2 separate regions of the Sus scrofa genome follow, and region 1 is linked to region 2. The links are chromatin contacts, called in public HiChIP or PLAC-seq maps. All regions are on one chromosome and are shown on one strand. The core of a region is the stretch at or near the end of the contact, and the rest is flanking DNA. Distances in the headings are between cores, read along the strand shown.

Region 1 (2,700 bases), core at 135-2,634, 260 kb after region 2:
TATGGGAGAATGATCAAAAAAATGTTTTAATTGAAGGATAGATGCTGTAGAATATTATATAAGTTCCAGGTATACAATAGAGTGATTCACAATTTTTAAAGGTTATGCTCCATTTATAGTTATTATAAAATATTGCTATATTCCCTGTGTTGTACATTATATCCTGGTGGCTTATTTTAATTTTTTAATTTTAATTTTTTTGCTTTTTAGGGCTGCACCTGTGGCATATGGAAGTTCCCGGGCTAGAGGTCAAATTGGAGCTGCAGGTGCTGGCCTACACCACAGCCACAGCAATGCAGGATCCAAGCCTCATCTGCACCTACACCACAGCTGGGAGCAATGCCAGATTGTTAACCCACTGAGCAAGGGCAGGAACTGAACCCGCACCCTCATGGATCCTAGTTGGGATTGTAACCCACTGAGCCACAACAGGAACTCCCCTGGAAGCTTATTTTATACCTAATAGTTTGTACCTCCTACTCCCCCACCCCTATGCTGCCCCTCCCCCGCTTCTGAGAGTGATCAATCTGGGTTCGACCCGGCTCCTGGGGTAACAGGTAGGGAAAGAGCTGGACGGGACTGTGAGACATGGAGCAGTACCCAGAGTGCTGACAGGTTGCTATGGTGATAAGCCCCGAGTGCATGTGGCTCCCTCCTCCCTTTCTCTTATCTCCATGTACCTGAGCCCTGGTTGCTGGTCACCACCTTGAACCTCCACTGGGCCTCAGACAGAACCTTGGAGAACTGGTGCAGGCGGCTCTGCAGTCCATCTCTGCTGCCAGAGCTGCTCTGGCCTTCGAGCAGCTTTGGCTTCTCAGGAGCGCTTCGGCTGCTCAGCACATCTAGCTGCTCCTGCAGCAGCCTGAGGAAGGCCCCTATCGCCAATTCATCAGCCAGGAACCCACTGATGCCACTAGTAAAGTGCTTTAGGTCCAAAAAGCTCTGTCCGTGAGGCCCCGGGGAAGTGTCTTCTGGCTCTGCCTGCAGACAGCTTGGAATTGTGTAGGTCAGGCTCCTGGGGGCCCCCAGGGAACCCTGCTCTGACTTCCTCTCAGGCTGCGCTCCGTGCTGAGGGCTCTCTGATGGGGACCTCAAACCCAACGGGCCCTTCCCCTCAACGTCATCCTCCTCAGCATAGTCCTCGGGCAGGTGAGGCTCTGGGTGAAGATCAGCAGAGGTGATGAGGAGCAATGAGAAGATGTTTTCTAGAAGTTCCAGGCACAGAGAGTCAGGAATACTGCACAGATACTGTTGACACCTGGCCAGGTATGTTGAGAAGAGACCTGAAGCACCTGAAGAAGCAGCATGTGTTAAGAGAAGAGGGCAGAGAAAGAGGAGGAGAGAGAAAATGCAAACATCAGAAACGATACTTGCCAAACTCGGTCTCCCAACGTTAACTCATTTCCTTGTAGTGACTCAGGGAACCATAGTTACAGCCAGATGAACGAGGGGCTATTGAGACATGTCTTTTCATGATTTGCAGAAAGTTCTTGTTTCCCTAATTAAAAGTACAGCTCACTGAACACATTATTTTGTTTCTGCCTTTTTTTTTTTTTTTTTTGGGTCACACCTGCAGAATATGGAAGTACTGGACTAGGGGTTGAATCAGAGCTGCAGCTGCTGGCCTACCCCACAGCCACAGCCACCCTGGATCCAGCTGCACCTGTGACCTATGCAGCCGTGTGTGGCAATGCCAGATCCTTAACCCACTGAGTGAGGCCAGGGATCAAACCCACATCCTCACAAACAGTATGTTGGGTTTTTCACCTGCTGAGCCACAACAGAAACTCCTGTGTTTCTGTAGTTTTTTTTTTTTTTTTTTAATATTACATCATTCCTCATATCTGAGGAGCACTCCATATTTCAGTTCCTAGAATGAAGGCAGTCTGGAGACTTCTTACTCTCTCTCTCTCTTTTTTTTTTTTTTTTTTTTTGCTTTTTAGGGCCATACTCAAGGTGTATGGAAGTTCCAAGGCTAGAGGCCAAACCCGAGCTGCAGCAGCTGCTGGCCTACACCACAGCAACACAGGATCCAAGCTGCATCTGCACCTACACCACAGCTCACGGCCAACACTGGATCATTAACCCATGGAGCAAGGCCAGGGATTGAACTGGAGTCCTCCAAGATACTAGTCGGGTTTGTTACTGCTGAGCCACAACGGGAACTTCAAGACTCCTTACTCTTTAATTTCTGTTTTCACTCACTGCTACCTAGATCTTTTAAGAAATACTCACTGGTTAAAAACGACCACACTTAGAGTGCAAGGTCTATTCCAAAGCTGCATGGGAGAGATAACTGACTGCTCTCTGGTCACAGAGGGCAAGAAAAATGAGAGAATAGGACAGGAGATTCTTTCTACTTTAGGCTGCGACCCATGACGCTGACTTAAATGACAGTATTTGAAAAAAAATGAAATAAAAAAGAAAAACAATTAGGAGTGTGCTCTGGAAGTACAAAACTCATTTCAGTCTACACATCACTTATACACACATATGCCCACATACAAGTGGAAATTACATACCCAGTGTAGACTAGAGTGATATAAAACGCTCTTTACTATGGATTGGAGTTTTTTTTAAAAAAAAGCATTTGGGGGAGTTCCCATCGTGGTGCAGGGGTTAACGAATCCGACTAGGAACCATGAGGTTGCGGGTTCAATCCCTGGCCTTGCTCAGTGGGTTCAGGATCCGGCGTGGCTG
Region 2 (2,700 bases), core at 97-2,596:
TACCTGTTCCCTCTTCCTCACATGACTACATGGTCAGAGCTCAAGCTCGTATTGAAGTTCAGCTATATTATATATTAAATCTTTTTACGGAAGGGGAAGGACGGTCCTGGCAACTTAACCAATTCGAGTGACTTACAAACAAGCTTTTCAATGCAATTTGGTACAAATTAATGGATGCAGTATGGGAAACAATACCCAAACTATAGAAATAAATAGCCTTGCTGTACTTAGCTCTAGTTAGGTCACTCCTGGGATAATACATTCAATTTAGGGCACTACATACGAAACTAAATTACTGAAGAAAACAATAAGGATGATTCCTTTTATTTGAGGGCTGTCACAAAGCCACTACATGTGACCCTCACAATGCTGTGAAAGTGGCGTGGCAGATATTAATTGCATTTTGGAGACGTGAACATTGAGGCCCAGAAAAAGGGAATGAGTCTAGAACTGAGCATAGAAACCACCCATGTCCAAAATTTCACAATTTAAGTTTGGGGAAGGGATCGGGAGGAGGAGGAGTTAGGCTGCCTTGAAAAGGAGATTAGGAAGAACTATATCAAACTCTTAACTTGCTTGTGTGAACTGCGGAGGCAAAGACACACGGAGGCAAAGACATTACTGTGGCGGCACAGGCAGTTTCTAGAAGACTTTAAGGTACTGTTAGCAGTGATTCCTCTGAGGAGTGGAAGTGATGGATGATGACGATCCATTTAGTTCTCTTGAACTCTTGGACCTGAATGACCATGCGCGTGGACTACAGAGAGCACGGGGAAGTTAATGTTTTGGACTGTCGTGCAAGGACGAGCTCCATCTGTATGCTGGGTGGAACCAGGGAGCAGAGCAGCGGCCCGTGAGCGGGATAAAGTACAGGAGCACAAACGTCACTAAACCTAAGGAGGAGAGCTGTCCAGCAGCGGAATGGCGTCCCCAGAACCCTCCCGTTCCCTCCCTCCAGCCCTGCGACTGGAGGAGGGTCCGGCGAGAGGTCTGGGCTCAACCCAAGACCCTTCTAAAGCCGAGCCTCCGACTCCGGCCCGCGGGAAGGGGCCGGCCGGCCTTACCTCGCAAAGCGTGAAGAGTCCGTAGGCCGCCAGCCACACGGTGCAGGTGACTGCGGTGAGCGAGCGGAACGAGATCCGAGGGCAGCTGAGACAGAACTCCCGGCAGGACGGGGAGTAGTAGCGCCGCTGCAGGGCCAGGCGGCCCCCGCAGATGTCTGAGAAGCTCTGCTCGTCCTCCATGGCCGGCTCGCCTCCACCAGGCCACGCCGCGGCGTCTGGCGCGCCCTCCAGCGTCCTCTCGCCGGCTCTGGGCGAGCTTCCCGAGCGGGGTTGGCCACGCCCCTCCCCCGGCTGCGCGCAGCCGCAGTTCCGCCGCCGACAGGAGGGACGCTCTTCGGGTTTAGGTTTTTCCACGCCCTGGCCCAGAGGGATTTGAAGATTATCTACCCCAGAGATTCAAAGGGGGCCAAGGCCTCAGCGGGCAGATTAAAACAGCTGTTAATGTGCTTTCGCCCAACAAACTGATTTCTATTTCTAAGCCAGAGTACGCCCAAGGAGACAGCCCGCAGGTATTTGTTCATTCATTCATTCATTCATCCCGGTGCAAGGTAGTTTTAGGTGCTGAAGGGGTACAGCGGTAAACAGTATTGACAAAATCCCTGCTTTCTAGTAGTTTCCTTCCTATTAAGAGAAACAATATGGAAATAATCTCAGAGTGCTCTTGGCAATAATAGGACCTGCAGGGCTACTCGAGGACTTTGAAGAGGACAGACGACATCCTCTGAGATGAGACACTGGAGCTACAAGTATAAGGTGCCAGACTGGTCTGAGGCAGGTCTGGAGAAGAAATTTGCCAGGAAGGAGGACCAGGAAAAAGAAAGCCCCCGAGGCTGGAACAAGATCGGCTTATTGAAGGAATCAAAAGGTCAGAGAGGCTGACGCATAAGGAATGCAGTCGGCTGTTGGGAGGTAGGTAGCGGTCAGAACCAGGAGGATTTTGTATAGGGCTTGGTAAGGAGTTTAGATCTCACTGGCTAGGTGTCCTCTCTCCCAAACCACTGCCTGGAGCATTGAGTAGGCAGACAAATCCTGGCTGGGAGGTTAGCAAGAGCGGAAGATGATGAGTCTAATTATTATCCCTTCCTTCTGCCATCAAAGGAGTTCCCTTTGTGGCCAGTGGGTTAAGAACCCGACTAGTATCCATGAACACCTGGGTTCGATCCCTGGCCGTGTTCAGTCAGTTAAGGATCCAGCATTGCGGGGAGCTGTGGTATAGGTTGCAGATGCAGTTTGGATCCCAAGTTGCTGCAGCTGTATCTCTGATTCTACTCCTAGCCTGGAAATTTCCATATACTGCAGATGCAGCCCTAAAAATTTTTTTAATTAAAAAATAAAAAACCAACAAAAAGAACTCGTAAATCTTATTGCAGTTTTTTGTGAAATTGATCAAGAAATATTTACATTTGGAGTTCCCGTTGTGGATCAGTGGTTAACTAATCCAACTAGGGACCATGAGGTTTCGGATTCGATCCCTGGCCTTGCTCAGTGCGTTAAAGATGTGGCATGGCCGTGAGCTATGGTGTAGGTCACAGATGCTGCTCGGATCCTGAGTTGCTGTGACTCTGGCACGGGCTGGTGGCTACAGCTCCGATTCGACCCCTAGCCTGGGAACCTCCATATGCCGCAGGAGTAGCCC

What was found. HiChIP or PLAC-seq counts read pairs in DNA pulled down with a chosen protein or histone mark.
Region 1: a contact with region 2 is called in an H3K27ac HiChIP or PLAC-seq map of alveolar macrophages. The contact joins the enhancer-like site here to the promoter of PIGH in region 2. A contact is called at or near these places in 1 of 5 promoter capture datasets (liver), 4 of 47 Hi-C or Micro-C datasets (embryonic fibroblasts, mesenteric adipose tissue, omental adipose tissue and 1 more) and 1 of 2 datasets of contacts at active chromatin or transcription factors (alveolar macrophages).

What each region holds. Positions count from the first base shown.
Region 1 is chr7:91,572,752-91,575,451 of Sscrofa11.1, forward strand. ZFYVE26 (zinc finger FYVE domain-containing protein 26) reads right to left here. Exons shown (of 42, transcript XM_021099396.1): 10 at 681-1,292. Among named protein-coding and RNA genes, the nearest start is that of ZFYVE26, 16 kb to the right of the region's middle. Within about 2 kb of position 1,385, at least 2 of the 83 cell types and tissues checked have an H3K27ac peak or open chromatin away from gene starts, as enhancers often do. A contact at or near this core is called in alveolar macrophages, where this site is marked.
Region 2 is chr7:91,315,002-91,317,701 of Sscrofa11.1, forward strand. PIGH (phosphatidylinositol N-acetylglucosaminyltransferase subunit H) reads right to left here and starts at 1,347. Exons shown (of 4, transcript XM_001928658.5): 1 at 1,065-1,347. The coding sequence starts at 1,244.